Regions from separate parts of the Sus scrofa genome. Here region 2 is linked to region 1. The links are chromatin contacts, called in public promoter capture Hi-C maps. All regions are on one chromosome and are shown on one strand. The core of a region is the stretch at or near the end of the contact, and the rest is flanking DNA. Distances in the headings are between cores, read along the strand shown.

Region 1 (4,781 bases), core at 985-3,484:
CCCCTCAGGTGGTGTCAGGCCCCTTTCCTGGACTCCCACATCCCCAGAGCCACCCCTATCCTAGGCCTGACGATGTTGCCTGAGCTTTCCTTAATCACAGCCCTGAGCACTCTGAGATGTCACTGTCTGGCGACAAGTCCATCTCCCCCACTGGACAGGGACTGAGTCCCTCATCCCCCAGCATTGTCCAGCACTGAGCTGAACACAGAACTGATGCTCCTCACAGCTGGGGTGGTGCCTGATTCCTCTCTGGGTCTCAATGCCCAGTGCCAGCTCAGTTGCACAGCAGGGGCCGGGGAAAATCTGATGAATAAATTAACCATCTGCCAGCTGAGGATTCCCCAGACTGGGCTCTAGCCTCTCCCTCCTCCAGATCCCTACAACCCTGACTTCATCCTTTGGGTCTCACCCTTAGGTCTGGGTGAGACTTCAGCCCCTTCAGCCCATGAAGCTCCCACAGGCGGGATGGGATCTGACTCTGCCTGGAGCAAAGGGGCTACACAGAGGTCTCAGTGAATATTAAGTGAGCAAATAAGGGAATGAATAGATGAATGAGCAGGAGCAGCATGGTGGGAGAGGGAGACCGCGTGGGAGGGTGGATGAGGAAAAGAAGATGGAGAGGACCCAAGGATCACATCAGGGGTGGTACAATGCAGGCTTGGGATTGGGACGGAGTAAAGAGGAAGGGAGCAGCTGCAGAGGCTGAAGTAAAGGTTCAGACTCGTGGAGGGGAAGGGAGGGGTAGTTGAGAGGCACGGGGCGGGGGGAGATTGACTAGAAGGAAAAGAAAAGGGTCAGGCGGAGGATGGAGCCGGGTGGGGGTGGGGCTCAAGAATGAAAAAGGGACTGGTGGTATGAGGAGGAGGAGGAGGAGGAGGCGGCTAGGCAGGGGAGGGGTGGAGGTTGGGATGCGGATGCTGAGGATGGCTCTGGGATACGAGCTGGTGAAGGACCCAGAGAGCCTTAGCAGGCCCCTGCGGGGGCCACTTAGAGGATGCGAGGTCCTTCCCTGGACCATCCCTTTTTCCTCCCAATTTTGGGTCTTCGTCCACTGTCACCCCCATCCAGGGCGTGGAAGGGGGTATGCGTGCCGAGGGGGCGGGGCCGGGGTAAGGGCTGTGGCCCAAGACCAGGGCAGGGGACTAGACCCACCACGGTGAGGGGTGAGGGGTGAGGGCGGCGCAGGCCGAGGGCTCGGGCGGGGCCGGGGGCGGGGCGCGCGGGGCGTGGCCGCACGCGGACAGACTGATGCGCCGACAGACTGACGGCCGCATGGGCCCCTCACCACCATGGTCGCGTAGCCTCCTCAGGCACCGGCCGCGCTGGACCCCTCGATCGTCGTCCTCGTCGCGGATGCCGCCGCCATGGCGACACAAAGGGGAGGGCGCGAGCCGCGCGCAGGCGGCTGCAGGCCCCGCCCCTAACGGCTGCCGGTGGCTCAGGCGCGCGCGCCCCGAGGGACGGGAGCTACGGGAACGCGGCGCTGCTTCTCATTGGCTCCACTTTTGGCCTTAGGGCGACGCCCCACCCACCATGCAGCTTCTCATTGGCTTCGACTTGGGTCCCACCCCAAGTTCTCTCTGGTCCCTCCCCGCGAAGTTTGACAGCGCCACGCCTATGCATGCTTTTCATTGGCCGTCATTCCCCTCCTGAGACACACCCCCAGGTTCTTTATGCTCCGCTTACACATTTCTTATGCTAAGCGGTGGACCCTCCCTTTAGTCCATTGTCAAAAGGTGACTGCTCCTCTGACACTCTTTTAACTGGATTCTCCCATGGCCGCAAGGTTTTTCTTTATCCCCTAAGCAGCTCTTCAAAGTCACTGGTCAGTCCTGCCCCTGCGCCTGCTAAAAACACACTAAGAACGTGGATGGCCCCTGGTTGTTTTTCACTGGCTCAGATGACTTGACTGGGACATAACCCTAGACACTCTGCGACTTAGGCTCCCCCTATCCACTGGATATTTTCCTTGCTACCTCCTCTACCGCTTCTTACAGGCTGGCCTCTAGTTTGTCTCCTTTTTCCTAGGAACAAATTTAGCCAGCATGCCAAACATGACCACACCACTCATAAAGCCAGTCTCAATGGTTTCTCCCATTGACTGAGGTTCAGAAAATACTCTGTAACAACGCTCTGTCCAAGAGGACTTTCCATTGGTCCTCAACAAGGCTCTCACCTCAGAAGGTATATATATATTTTTTTCCACCTTTGGCATATGAAAGTTCCTAGGCTAGGAGTCAAATCAGAGCCACACCTGCTGGCGCCACAGTCACAGCAACGTGGGATCCAAGCTGCATCTGCAATCTACACCACATCCCACCACAACACTGAATCCTGAACACACCAAGAGAGGCCAGGGACGAACCTGCATCCTAAAGGATACTAGTCAGATTCATTTCTGCTGAGCCACAACAGGAACTCCCAGAAAGTACATTCTTGATCCATCCACTCATTCATTCAAAAACTGGTCACTTAATTTGTGGATATAACAGTAACCAAAACAAGGGAAAAGATACCTTGCCCACATGGAGCTCAAAAGCTAGTGAGAGGAGTTCCCGTCGTGGCGCAGTGGTTAACGAATCCGACTAGGAACCATGAGGTTGGGGGTTCGATCCCTGCCCTTGCTCAGTGGGTTAACGATCCGGCGTTGCTGTGAGCTGTGGTGTAGGTCGCAGACACGGCTCGGATCCCGTGTTGCTGTGGCTCTGGCATAGGCCGGCAGCTACAGCTCCGATTGGCCCCTAGCCTGGGAACCTCCATATGCCACGGGAGCTGCCCAAAGAAATAGCAAAAAGACAAAAAAAAAAAAAAAAAAAAAAAAAGCTAGTGAGAGAAGACAATTAACAAAATAAGAATTTTAAAATATAGAATATTAGGTGATAAGTGCTATGGATAAAAAAAATTAAGCAGAGATTGGGGAAAGGGAATGCTGAGAGGACAAATTACAGCTACCTATTGGTTGAATTTGCTGATCTCACTTCCATAATAGGGATTTCCCACATGCTTGGAGTTCCCTCTGCCTGGAATATTTCCCGGCCCCCACTAAACATGACTGCAAATTCCTTCACACTCCCCTCATGAAAAGGTAGAGTCTATCTCCCCTTGCCCTTGAATCTGGGCAGGATTACGACAACTTCAGTCAACAGAGAATAGGAATGAATAGGAATGGACACTATGTGATTCAAAGGTTAGGTAGTGAAAGGCAAAGCGGTTTCCTCCTTGACCACTGGAATGACTAGCTCTGGAGCCTTGAGGTGTCATGTGAAAAGTGGGTAGTCATTTTTTTGTTTGTTTTGTTTTTCTTTTTTGGCCACCCCACAGGCATATGAAGTTCAGGAGCCAGAGATCAGATTCGAGCCACAGCTGTAACCTATGGCACAGCAGTGGCAACACAAGATCCTTTAACACACTGTGCCGGACTGGGGAGTGAACCTGCGTCCTGGTGCCACAGAGATAACACTAATCTTGTTGTGCCACAGTGGGAATTCCTGCAGTGGTCATGTCATGTCTTGAGGAAACCTAAGCCACATGGAGAGACCTTGTGTAGGCACTACAGGCCATAGGTCTAGCTTGGAGTCATTTGATCCCTAATGCCAGACTTGAGAGTAAGGAAGCTCCAGAGAGTCCACTCCCAGCTATCAAGCCACCTTCCTCTTCCCAGTTGAACCCCTAGACATCATGGGGCAGAGACAAACTGTCCCCAACTGAGCCCTATCCACATTTCTGACTCACAGAATCCATGAGCATAATGTAATGACTGTTTCATGCCACTAAGTTTTGGGGGTGGCTTGTAACCCAGAAATAGTCATTAGGATGGCCCTTTGTCAACTATGAATTCCTGGCACCGCTCAAATGTAATTTCCTCAATAAAACTTCTAGGCCCCGCTCACTGCCCAGCTAAATCAGATTCTGCTACTGTAAACATCTTTTCCTCCTTATATTGAAACAGATCTTCTTGATTTTATATAAATGTATGGTTTAAATACACACAACCAGCAATGCAGGATCCAAGCCATGTCTGTGGCCTACACCACAGCTCATGGCAATGCCGGATCCTTAACCCATTGAGTGGGGCCAGGGATCGAACCCACATCCTCATGGATACTAGTCGGGTTCATTACCACTGAGCCATGAAGGCAACTCTCAATATTTATTTTTCTTTTGAGGTAAACTTTACATACAATGAAATTCACAAATTTCTTTCAATTTTGCTAAGTGTGTACACCTTTGTAATCCAAATCCTTACCCAGCATGGCAACTGGACTTTTTATACGGCATCCCAAGGCTCCAAAAGAAGAGAGAGACAGACAGATTGAAAGAAAACCAGATAGAAATGATATCACCTTTTCTAATCCAGTTTAGAAAGTTAAAGCAATATTGCCTCCCTTGCATTCTGGCAATTACAAAGTTATACCTGGTTTCAAGAAGGGACATAGACTCTACTTTTTAATGGGAAACATGTTCAAAAATTCACCAAGAAAACAATACTTTTTTCAATAATCCAGACAGGTGAAGATAGCCTAGACTGGGTGGGGCAGTCGAAGGGGGCGAGGGGAGGGGTTAAATTCTGGAGAGATTTAAAGGTAGAGGTGATAAGACTCGCTGGTCAACTGACCATGGATGTAAGGGAATGAGGCGTCAGTGACAGCTATGGGGCTTTTGGCCTGAGTAGGTAGAAGGATGGAGCGGAGGAAAGCCAGGGAGTAGCAGGTTTAGGGGGAAGACTGGGAGCTCAGTTGAAGACCTATGGAGTTTGAGACATTGCTTAGAACCTTTTGTGT
Region 2 (4,826 bases), core at 239-2,738, 42 kb before region 1:
AGCATTGACAATGCCAAGTCCTTAACTACTGGGCCACCAGGGAACTTCTCTCTTTGCTCTTTTTAATCTGTATCCTTTTACTCTAATAAATCATAACCATGAGGAAAAAGCTTTTCTGAGTTCTGTGTGTCCTTCTACCAAATCCATGAACCTGAGGTGGTTTGGGGGATCCCTTAACACAGGGGTGATTAATGGCATATACCAACAGGAGCAGAGGCACCAATGAGATTGGACATACACAGCACTTAATGACCACAGCCAGTAGGTATGGAGCATATACTGTGTACCAGGCTCTGAGTTCCATGGGCTCCCAGGATCCTCATGACAACTCCATGAAACCGATACTGTGATTAATTTCTTACTTTTACTTTATTATGAATTGTACATTCAAAAGTATAAATTGTAGATGTATGGCTTTAAAAATACTTATAAGTGAACAATGATGAATCATAATCAGAATTCAGAAAAAAGACACAGAAGCCCCCATAAGCTTCAACCCAGTTACAACTCCTCCAATTCCTTGAGCTAAACACCTCTCTAACTTTTGCGTGATAAGGATTTCCTTGCTTGTCTTTTCTTTATAGTTTGACCACCCACGTATGTTGCCATTTCATTGTCCATGCTTTGGAGTTTATTGAATAGATTAATACAGCATATTCCATTTAGTCGTTGTCTGGCTTCTTCTTTTTTTTTTTTTTTTTTTTTTTTTTTGGCCACCCCTTGGCATATGGAGTTCCCAGGCCAGGGATCAGATCTGAGCTGCAGTTTCAACCTATGGTGCAGCCGCAAAAACACTGGATCCTTAACCCACTATGCCAGATTGATGATCAAGCCTGCATCCCAGAGCTTCAGAGATGCAACCGACCCCATTCCCACCACAGTGGGAACCCTGTGGTTGGTTTCTTTCATGAAATATTACATATGTGAGATTTATTTGGGTGGTTGTGTGTATCAGTAATTTATCCTTTTCATTGCTGTATAGTACTCCATTGTATGAATATACCACAAAGTCTTCATCCATTCTCCACTCGATGGAAATTTGAGAGGTTCCCATTTAAGGTTATTACAAATAGTGCTGCTGTGAACATTTCTTCCTGTATAGGTTCCCTTATGCTCAAGTTCAAGTTCTCCGGGATATATACTCAGTATGGAACAGATGGGTTAAATGTTACATGCATTTTCAAATTTGTTCAATAACACTATATTTGTTCCCACTTTAAGATGAAACAATTGCAACAAAAGAGATTTCCCAAGATCACAAAGCCACACTGTCTTGTTCCCAGAGCTCACTCTTCCTTAACACTCGCTGGTACATGATGGGCACCTAATAATCGTGAGCTGTTATGCCGACGGTCATTGGGGGCTATTATTGGGGGTTGCCTTTCCCATACCCATTATTCTGAACTCTGTCCCTATAAGTTAATAATTAACTACCCCCCCCCCAAAGAGCCTGTGATCCTAAAGATTTGCCTTTCCCTGGGTACTGCCTGGTTAATCAGTCACTGCCCCTGGCCGGGCAAGGGGCACTTGGTAAACTTGCTACCTCCAGAGCCCCCTGACCTGGTGTGGAAGCGGTGAAGGACTCCTGATGCTCCGGACCTGTCGTGCGCTCTGCTCGCAAGCCAGCCCCTCCCCTGGGGGCTGGCAGCCCCCGAACTTTGATGGTGGGGCCTTTCACCTCAAGGGCACAGGAGAACTGACCCGGGCTTTGCTGGTGCTACGGCTGTGTGCCTGGCCCCCTCTGGTCACCCATGGCCTGGCGGTGAGCAGTGACTGCGGGGATGGGCCTAGGGGACACCCAGGGCCAGGCTCTAAGGCCTCGCTCCCTGTTACCCCAGCTCCAAGCCTGGTCTCAGCGACTCCTGGGCTCCCGGCTCTCGGGCGCACTTCTCCGAGCATCCATCTATGGGCAGTTTGTGGCTGGTGAGACCGCAGAGGAGGTGACGGGCTGTGTCCAACAGCTCAAGACCCTAGGCCTCCGGCCCCTCCTGGCAGTGCCCACTGAGGAGGAGCCAGACTCAGCTGTCAAGACTGGGTGAGTAGGGGGCCAGGGCCCAGGGGGGCGGGAGGCTGGGAAGGAAGGGGGTTAGTGGGCTCAAGCCCTGACGCCTGCTGGCTGGGCAGTGAGGCCTGGTATGAGGGGAACCTCAGGGCTATGCTGCGATGTGTGGACCTGTCACGAGGCCTTCTGGAGACCCCTGGCCGAACTGGAGACATCCTCATGCAACTGAAGATTACAGCGCTGGCCAGCACTCAGCTCTGTGTAAGGGAGGGGCAAGGGGGGAGGGGGGTGTTGTTGCCCACCAGGTCCCCCTCACCCCCCACTACCACCCCATTCCAGAAGGAGCTAACCTCATGGGTCAGAAGGCCAGGGGATTCCTTGGAGCTGAGCCCCAAGAGACTGGCTGAAGCCATGGACTCTGGGCGGGTAAGGACCTCAGGCTGGGAGAGATGGAACGACTAGTGGGGGATGTGGAGGCGGCAGGCACCTGCCAGGGGCGTGTGCAAAACATTAAGGAGTTCCTGTTGTGGCTCAGCAGGCTATGAACCTGACTAATAGCCATGAGGATGCGGGTTTGATCCCTGGCCTCGATCAGTGGGTTAAGGATTGGGTGGTGCTGAGAGTTGTGGTGTAGATTGCAGATGATGCTTGGATCTGGCATTGCTGTAGCTGTAGTGTAGGCCAGCAGCTACAGCTCCGATTCCACCCCTAGCTTGGGAACTTCCATATGCCATCAGTGTGGCCCCAAAAAACCTCCGAAAACAAAACAAAAAAAACCCACCAAGCCATTTAACTACTTCTACTTCCAAGGTTAAAAAGATCTGAATAAATGTGGCTACAGCCCTGGGGCATGGCTGGAATGAATAGAAAGAACATGGGTCACCTGGGGATTTTAGGGGAGGGGCCTGGGGGCTGCCGAGCTCCCAGAGGCGGGATGGAGATGGCAGCTCTTCAGCAACTAGAAGCAAGTACTCAATCTTTTATCAATCAACTCAGCTCTGCTGGTGCGTGCTGACTAGCTGGGAGCTATGATTAGACCAATAGGCTTTTGGTTCATTCATTCACTCATTCATTCTTTCATTTCTTCTTCATTTCCAAATCATACCCTCCCTGCTATTGGCAACCACTCCATCCTGTATAATGTGAATTTCTTTGTCATCGTGATTTTATTTTGCCAAGTATATGCTATTTGGGGGCATATTTTCTCAACATTTTATTATGAAAAATTTCAAACATATGGAAATGTTGAGGAGTTCTTGTTGTGGTGCAACGGGATTGGCAGCATCTCTGGAGCACTGGGGTGCAGGTTCGATCCCCCGCTGGCACAGTGGGTTAAGGATCCATCATTGCCACAGCTGTGGTGTAGATCACAACTGAGGCTCAGATCTGATCTCTGGCCCAGGAACTACATACGCCATGGGGCAGCCAAAAAAGAAAAAAGGAAAAAAAAGAAAAAGCTGAAAGAATTTTGCAATGGACACCCATATACCTGCCACTGTTAACATTTAACTAGACTTTTTTTAAGACCGTATCTATCCTCCATCCATTCTTTTATCCATCCAACAATCCATCGTATTTTTTTGATGCATTTTACTTCTCCCTCAGATGTTTCAGAATGCACATCCCCTAGTTAAAGCTCAGAAATAATTTCTTTTCAGGTGAAACTTACATAACAATAAAACGCACACATTGTAAATGTACCCTTTGATGAGTTTGGACCGATACACACCTGAGCTATTCAAATCTCCATCAAGCTATTAGACATTTCCATCACTGCAGAAAGTTCCTTTGTGCCCTTCTCCATCCATCTTGGGGATATAGTTTGAAATGTACACAAGTAACACTCTGTTTACTTACTTTTTCCACTGAGCCCTCTGAACTTAATAGCCTTCAAGCCTCTCTGTGTGCATCTCACCCAGTATTTCCACTGCTCCTTCTGGCCCTGTGGTTTGTCTCTCCTGGGATGGACACCTGGGTGGCCTGTGGGTCTCCGCTACCACAAATAATGCTTCCTGGCACCTGCTGATGTTTCTTATTTCAATTTGTAATTGTAAAAATATGTTACAGGTCTTAGGGCTTCAAGGACCAGCCTTAGGGTGTAACGAGATTTACCTCTTCATGAGCTTTAGTTTACTATGTGAGGACGGTGATAGTAATTTCTTCCCAGGATGATTTTAAGGCCTAAAACCCCTGCCAGGCTGGCATCTTCACAATGACAGAGGAACCCTCCTCCTTTGGTGGCATTTGCTTCCCTTGGCTTCCCCAAGACCATCAGACCTGGTCTCCCTTATCCATCTCCACTGGTTCGTTCTCCATCTTCGTAAGGTTTTAGTCTGCCTGGCTCAAATAATACGGAGGTTTCCCCGGGCTAGGTCCTGGCTGTCTCTCCTTTCACATCTTACTCCGCTCCAAGGGGCCTTCTCACCACCCCTCAGAGCCTCAGCTTCCCTGCTCTGCACTAATGATGCCCACCTTTCTGTCTCCAGCCCCAGCCTTTCCCTTGAGCTCCCTGGACACCTGGACACCTTCCGCCGACGTTCCCCAGACTCCATACCCCACTGACCTTGGGGTCTCTCCAAACCTGCCCCTTCCTCCCGTCCCCAACTTAGTCCCCCCTCCCAGCTCCCACCCATCTGTGGTCTCCACAGCGCAGTTCGTGGCTGTCCCGTTCACGGCCATATCCCGGCCCCTGGCCCCTAGACCAGCTATGATAAACGTATGTCAAATGAATGAATAAATGAATGGAGCAAATGAGGTTGAAATAATAAACTGATGGTGGAAAACTTACAGATCACTCACAATGGGCCACTCGCTGTCCTAAGTG

The links. Promoter capture Hi-C pulls out the DNA fragments that hold promoters and counts their contacts.
Region 2: a promoter capture Hi-C map of liver shows a contact between it and region 1, with 2.6 times the contacts expected there. The contact joins the promoter of PRODH2 here to the promoter of ARHGAP33 in region 1. A contact is called at or near these places in 1 of 5 promoter capture datasets (liver) and 4 of 47 Hi-C or Micro-C datasets (embryonic fibroblasts, epiblast stem cells and liver).

Annotation. Positions count from the first base shown.
Region 1 is chr6:45,196,110-45,200,890 of Sscrofa11.1, reverse strand. It overlaps ARHGAP33 (rho GTPase-activating protein 33), which reads right to left and starts at 2,234. Exons shown (of 21, transcript XM_021097107.1): 1 at 1,286-2,234. The coding sequence starts at 1,291.
Region 2 is chr6:45,237,099-45,241,924 of Sscrofa11.1, reverse strand. PRODH2 (probable proline dehydrogenase 2) reads left to right here and starts at 1,488. Exons shown (of 21, transcript XM_021097118.1): 1 at 1,488-1,762; 2 at 1,839-2,035; 3 at 2,125-2,263; 4 at 2,342-2,428. The coding sequence starts at 1,589.